Linked DNA regions of Manis pentadactyla: region 2 is linked to region 1. A link is a contact called in public Hi-C data. All regions are on one chromosome and are shown on one strand. The core of a region is the stretch at or near the end of the contact, and the rest is flanking DNA. Distances in the headings are between cores, read along the strand shown. Region 1 holds the start of PPP1R21 (protein phosphatase 1 regulatory subunit 21). Region 2 holds the start of FOXN2 (forkhead box N2).

Evidence for each region. Hi-C and Micro-C count contacts between places; a contact is called where the count stands out from the background.
Region 2: a Hi-C map of blood shows a contact between it and region 1, with 3 times the contacts expected there. The contact joins the promoter of FOXN2 here to the promoter of PPP1R21 in region 1. A contact is called at or near these places in 3 of 3 Hi-C or Micro-C datasets (blood, fibroblasts and skin fibroblasts).

The regions. Positions count from the first base shown.
Region 1 is chr2:196,363,079-196,366,484 of mManPen7.hap1, forward strand. It overlaps PPP1R21 (protein phosphatase 1 regulatory subunit 21), which reads right to left and starts at 1,764. Exons shown (of 23, transcript XM_036926043.2): 1 at 1,544-1,764; 2 at 1,217-1,378. The coding sequence starts at 1,270.
Region 2 is chr2:196,511,691-196,515,096 of mManPen7.hap1, forward strand. It overlaps FOXN2 (forkhead box N2), which reads right to left and starts at 1,707. Exons shown (of 6, transcript XM_036926040.2): 1 at 1,538-1,707.

The DNA.
Region 1 (3,406 bases), core at 514-3,013:
ACAAAATGTTTGAACGTGTATTAAAGGGTTCTCCTCAAACTGGAACTCTGCCTCACTCAACAGACTGTTCACAAAGGACACATAATAAATATCTGTTTGAATGAAAGAGCTTATATATCCAAGAGTAAAATCTTTTATAGCTGTGATAACTTTTGGGGAGGCTATACAATTATTTCAGCAATGTAGTCGCTGTTCAAAACAGTTTTGGAAATCTCTTTTGCCGTTTGGAATTGCCTTCTGAGCTTGTTTACTCTCTGGAGAAGAAAATCAGGCCCTTGTTTTACACTCATGAAACATTTTCACCCAAAAATAGTATAACCAATTATAAATACTATCATCCTCTACCCACACCGTTTCATCATATTTATTTGTTCCAAACAACTTTTGGTCCTTTTAAACAAGAAAATATTCCTTCAAAGGATTAAAAACTTGCCATCACCATCATTGTGCCACAGGCTCTTAAGACAATTTCAAATGGAAATGCCAGAAGTTTTGCCAGTGATAGCACTGTTGGAATAAGAGTAGTATCTCAAAAGGCTCCCATTTTATGGTAAATAGACTTGTGTATATGTTACACACAGGTTTTATTTTTCAAAGAGTATTTCTTTTCACCTTGCTGAAATGAAATCCTAAGAAAAAAATGTCCGTTGCTCCAATTTGTAAAATAGCGGCTGTCTTCCCTTTGCCCCCACGAATGCCAGGCTACTGAAAACTAAGCTTAATGGTTGTTGAAATCAATTTCCAAAGATGTTAAGATTCTGCTTTTATAACTTCATTAGAATATTCTTAAGGCAGAAATATCCTACCCGGAAGCAGCACCGCCCTTTTCCAAGGAAAAGGCTCCATCATTTAAAAAACGGATGCCATAAATATGACAAAGGGGCAGGTCCCTATTTTGCTTAATTCAGTATGTATTTGCGCACCTGCTGGGTGCTCTGCCCCGCTCCAGCTGACCGAGGGAAAAGAGAGAAAAGAACACATCCCTAGCACTGAAGCTTTCAAAATAATTTCCAGACATCTTACCAAGCATCGAATACATTTGTAATCACCCATCCCGGGGGAAGCAGTTTACACGCACAACTCTATTTACCCTCCCGAATTGACGGGGGCAGAAACATCTCTTTATCTTAGCATCCCTGTGGGAACAGAAAGCTTGATCTTTCCCATCAGTGAGCTGGGAAAACTGAGGTAGCAGCAGTGGTGGGATGGTCTTCACCTTTTCCTTTCCCTCCCGACCAGCACTAGACGCAGAGGCCAGGATTTCTGACATCCCAGTCCCAAGCCCGCTAGTTTGAATGAGAAGACAGCATCAAACTCCTGCTCCTTGCCGCAGAAACGCACAACGACCCAGACACGGCCCAGCCCCATCGCCTGGGAGCTGCAGGTGGGCAAGCACGGAAATGGTGGACAGAGGAGGAGGAAGAGAGAGAAGGGGCGCGCTCGCGTGCCCGCTCCGCTGTCCACCTCGGTCCCGACAAGTCGCTGCCTAGGCAACCCGAGGCCGCAGGGCCGGGGACCCCCTATCCCCGCCCACGATGGGTACCTTCGAGTACTCCTGAGCCAGCTTCTGGTATTTCCCCTGCAACTCAGCCGAGGCCATGACCTCCCCAGCCCCGTCCAGGCCAGGCTGCCCAGGCCGCTCAGCCCCACCCCCCGCCCCCAACCCCTGACACCCTCCACGGTACGGCTCCGCCAGCGCCCGGCCGCTTAGCCACCGCCGCCGCGCCTCCTCCTCCACTTCCGGGTTCGCCCGGGTGGAGGAAAGCGAAGTGGGGCCGGGGGCGGGGCGACTGCCGGGGGCGGGGAGACGTCTTGGCGTCATCACCCCGCCCTCCCGCGCCCGAGCACGTGTGCGCGCAGCCTCGTGGCGGGCCTGGGCTCTTCCTCGGGGACGAGGGGGCGCCATCTTGACGCATGGTCCAAGATGGCCACCCTAGAATGGGGTAGGGGACAATCGGAGCGGGAGAAAGTGATGAGCCCACAGAATGGGCAGGGACTGAGGAGAGGGGCGGTGGTTACGAAGACCCGAGGACCGGAAGAAGACATATTCTAAGCGCGTGATGAATTCTGGCACACACCCCACCCCCATCCCTGCTGGTTTCCATGGCAACCACCCGGCGTTTGGTGGTTACATCTTTCCGAGAGTGCATTGAGGGAAAACACCTTTATATTCCGTTGAGGCGTTATCCGAATATGGTAGCACTGGACCTGCCCTGTACACTTTCAGACCTCCCCCAAATTTTCACGGTTGCTGCTGCCAGCCTCCCCTGCGTCAGACCTGACAAACCATTCTCTTATTTTACCATTGAAGTTCTTTGTGTCCGTTTCCTACCCAGTCTACTCGCCCATTCCTGACCACGCAAGCACAGCACAGCGGAGCGTTTTTCAGTGGATTGGATAAAAAGCCTTTGGAAATTTCAGGAATGACTCTTGCCTCGTATGCAGTTAAGGGTGGACGTTACCTGGAGAACTGAAGGAAAAACTAGTCTGCCTGAGATATTTTATTGCCAGTTTGCTTCTAAAGTCTTGCTTCTACTCATTTAAAATTTGTTGAGGACCTATTACATCTGAGATCTTGTTCTAGGCATTGCATTTATTGCAACATTGTAAAGTTCATTGACAGAGGAATGAATAAGAGTGTATATTTGCCATAAATTGCAACACTGCAGTTAAAAGTAATGACCTAGATCTATAAATATCTGCATATATTTGTACGTATCAACATGATAAAACACTATGTTAAATGTAAAAGAAATCGCAGTACACTATAACATGAAAAGATACACTTTGCATATACATGAAAAATACACAAAGCAGCAGTTGTATTCAACAAGCAGTTGTATTGTTCAAATAGAGAAACAACTGGGCAGATAACACATCAAATTCTGGATAGTGGTGGTCTCTGGTGAGAAAAGAGAAAGCTCAGTGAAATGGGAGAACAAAGGAAAATTAACTTTATTTTTATTTACTTTTTAAAATAAATATGACAGGATGTTAACATTTATTATCTATGTAGTAGGTATAGGGATCTTAGTTACATTGGCATTTCAAGATGCTTGAAATTTTCCTTCATTAAAAATACTATTTGTGCTATCCTTGTTTTATATTTGGGTATGAGTAAACCTGAGATTTTATAGTGAATTTTTTCTATTTTTTCAATTTGCTAATAGCCAAGCCCTTCTGTTTCGGCAAACTTTCAGAACAGTAGTTTTATTATTATTAGTTTTTCATGACACCACCAAGCGGCAGAATTAAATACTGTAGTGTATTTCTGTGGTTTGTAACATAATGGAATTTTCAATCACTTAAAAATAAAATGCCATCTCAGAAACAACATTCCGAAGAAAGAATGTGCAACTTTGGTTGGAGAGCCTGTGTAAGCTCATTTTACTAAATTGAGAGATTC
Region 2 (3,406 bases), core at 457-2,956, 150 kb after region 1:
ATTCTATTCCCCACCACTCCTGAATAATACCTAATACTGCTGAGATTTTAAAGATGAATCATCAAAAAGGCAGAGAAAGGCAAAAACGTCAATATATACCTTACAAGGACTGCAAGAAAATAAGAGATAAATCTTACGACTAGGGTCGAGAGAGACTTGAATAGTACAGCTTTTTCCACTTCCCCATCTCAGAAAACACCAAAATAAATGTGGATGCAAAGCTACAGCATAGTTACAAAGCCCCTGCCTCAGACCTAGTGGCGCTAGGGCACTCTTTCACATTCAGCCAGCCACGTGGCTGTCACAATCAAAAGGAAGACAGGAGAAACAATGTAAACTAACCTGGAAATAAATATTCCCCTCCTCCCCCCACCTAGGAGTTTGGGCAGAAGAAAGACTGTGTCATTTCTTTGCACGCTAAGACTTTTTTCCTGTTAGGAGAAAACGAAGTACGGGGGCTGCTTTAATGAGACTTTAAAGCAGAAGTCAGGTCCAATAAGATCCCGAAAGTGTGCCCCAATGAATTAGCTACCCTAACTCCCAGGAGTTGCGGTGGGTGTAGAGGCGTTTTGCAGAGGGGTAAAAGGGCTGGAGTTGAGGAAGAGTGGAGGACGCAACACTACGCACATGGGCGTCTTTCCCGATTCCCACCGTCCTCCTGGATTCCAGACTCGTTGCTGCTGCGGTGGGGCGAACTCAGAAGCTGAAAGGCCTCGCACAACGCCTTACGACCTCTCACCTTCCCAGGAGAAAGGACTTAAGGGCAGTAATCGGTGGCCCAAGAGAGGCGGAGAACAGGAAGTGTACATATTGCAGCGCTGAAACTCTTTAACTCCCACCACACCAAGACAGCCACTCTCGGAGGCACCCAGGGGGCGCACCGGAGGAGGGGCGGAGGGTACCGGGGTCCGTCACCCCCACATCCGGGACTCGCCCCTGTCCACCCCAACGCCTTGCCGCTCCGCTGCTCGAAGTGTAGTTTTGCACTTGGCAGCGCCCCGCGCCCCCTCGGGCACCATTCGGCCAGGCCCAGCCAGTCCGCCTGGGGTCCGACAAGGACTCCACGCCCCGCACGTTTCGCTCCACTTCAAGCCGGGGCTGGGGGCGTTGCACATATTCCCGAGAGGCTTGGGGCACTTCCCCCCAACAGTGGATTCGCTCTGAGTCAAGCCCTAAGAGTCCTCGGGGACACCTCCAAGCCTTCCCGGAGAGTCTGCACCCCTCGCAGCGGTTTCCGCCGCGCGACACCCGCTCCCGGGCAGTCACTGCCTCTCAGAAAACTCTAACTTCTCACGGGGCCGCACTCCCCAGTTCGACACCCCCCGGGAGCCCATACACGACCCAAAGCGCAGACAGGGAAGACCCCCTCAAAGGCACCAATTCCACACTGGACAAAAATGTCCGGGCGTGTCACGGGACAGGCGCCTCCGCGCCCCACGCCCGGCGCCGGCCGCACGCGCTGCCTCTGCGCCTGGAAGCGGTGCCGCGGGCCCGGGCGGGGAGCGCGGACGCCGGGCGGCGCCGGGCCGGGACTCACCGTCAGCTCGGTTGCCGCAGCGGAGAGGCAAGGGACGGCAGGGGAAAGACACAATATGGCAGAGCACCGCAGCTGCTCCCGGCTGCTTCCAGCAGCCGCCTCCGGGAAGACGCGGCAAAGAGCAGGCAGCGGCAGCTGCGGTGGCGGTCGCGGCAACACCACATCCCCCTCCCGCTTCGCTTCCTCCTCCTCCTCCCTCCGGCCTCCCCCCGATGCCATGGCAACGCGGCGCCAAGGAGATTAACCCCGCCCCTCGCGACCCTTCCGGAGGAGGACTCGGCTGGCCCCTCCTTGTCCCCTCCCACCTTCTACCGAAGGACCCGCCCAGGACCGGCGGGTTGCCCAGAACGGCGGGTGAGGGAGGAAGGCTGGGGCTGAGGGGATGCCGCGTTCGGCAGGGCGGGGCTCGCACGGAAGGCAGGGCAGAGAACGTGTGGGCCGGTGCGGGTTTCTGTCTGAGGACGGGCTGCGGAAGGCGGGAAAATGGAAAGGCCTCGCCTGTCCCGGGAAGGACCTATAGGAGCGCGGCGGGGTGCGGCGCGGCCGCTGACTGGCGGAGATGGCGCGGCGCGGGGCGGGGCGGGTGCCGGGGAGGGTGACCGCCGGAGTTGGACGGCCCGCGGTGCCTGCGCTGGGACTGCAGCTACGGACCCGACAGCCTGAGTGCCTGTGGGTTTCCCTAAGAGCTTTCCTCCATTGGCCAGGCTTTTGAAAGCACTTTAGGAACGGTAAAGCATTAATATACACTTAAAGATGTGTTACCTTCTCTTGACTGAAATTTTATGTGAAAACGGAGCTCAGCGTATCTGTGGTGAAAAAAAAGAGGACTTTGAAGTTACATGCAAAATTTAATAAGCATAGCATTTACTGAGCACTCACTAAGTGCTAGGGCCTGGGCTAAATTCTTCACATACGTTGCCATAACCATAATGCTAAGATAACGTTACCAGATAAAATACAGTATTTTATTCACTTAAATCTCGATGTCAGATAAACAAAATAATTTTTAAATGTAAGGATGTACCATTTTGACATATGTTTCCTGGCTTGTTTTGTTTTGTTTTTGCTAAATCTGCCAACCCTGTCCTAACTCTCACGAATTCCTACTTTACAGATAAGGAAACCGAGGCTTAGAAAAATGACCTGTCAAGTATAAAGTAAGTGGCAGAACTAAGGCTCCATTTTACTATCATTTTGATCCTGATAATTAAATCTCTGAATATCTATGTCCACATATTAAAAACCTAGAGTGGGGATACCTGTCTCACAAATGTGTTGACTGGATTAAAAGAAAGGATATATGAAAGACACCTGGACAGTGACTGATGCATAGTAGGTACTAAGAGAAGTTCATTTCCTTTCGAACAATGAATGTTAACATTGATATTCACTATGTGACAGGCTCTGAATATAAAGTGAGATGAGAATGAAAAAAGCTGCCTATTGACAATAAAACAAATCAAGCTGTGGGGATTATGAGAATACAGAATTATAGGTATCAGAATATATAAAAACAAAAATGAAAGTGTTTGACCCTCCGTCCACACATGAAAATGCTATGTTTATATGATTTGTCCATAGTCATCTACTAGTTACATTTGTTTTTCATTACACTGTCCTGAAGGACCTCATAGCTTACATTCAGAGTAAGAGATCAGAAGGCAGATATTCAGTGTGCTTCAACTGAAGCAAGGGTTGCTTCATTTTCTCCCTTCAGAGCAATGACTGTTGCCCCCTCATGTGGATAAACTGAAGGAAGTTCCTAAAGGAACAGTGTAGTAGAAAGGGAACTGAAAAGAGGAGGGGAAGATTGAGAGAAAGTGACTTCTGAAGAGCCACAGCCTCCTCAGACCTTAATCCTGTTTTATA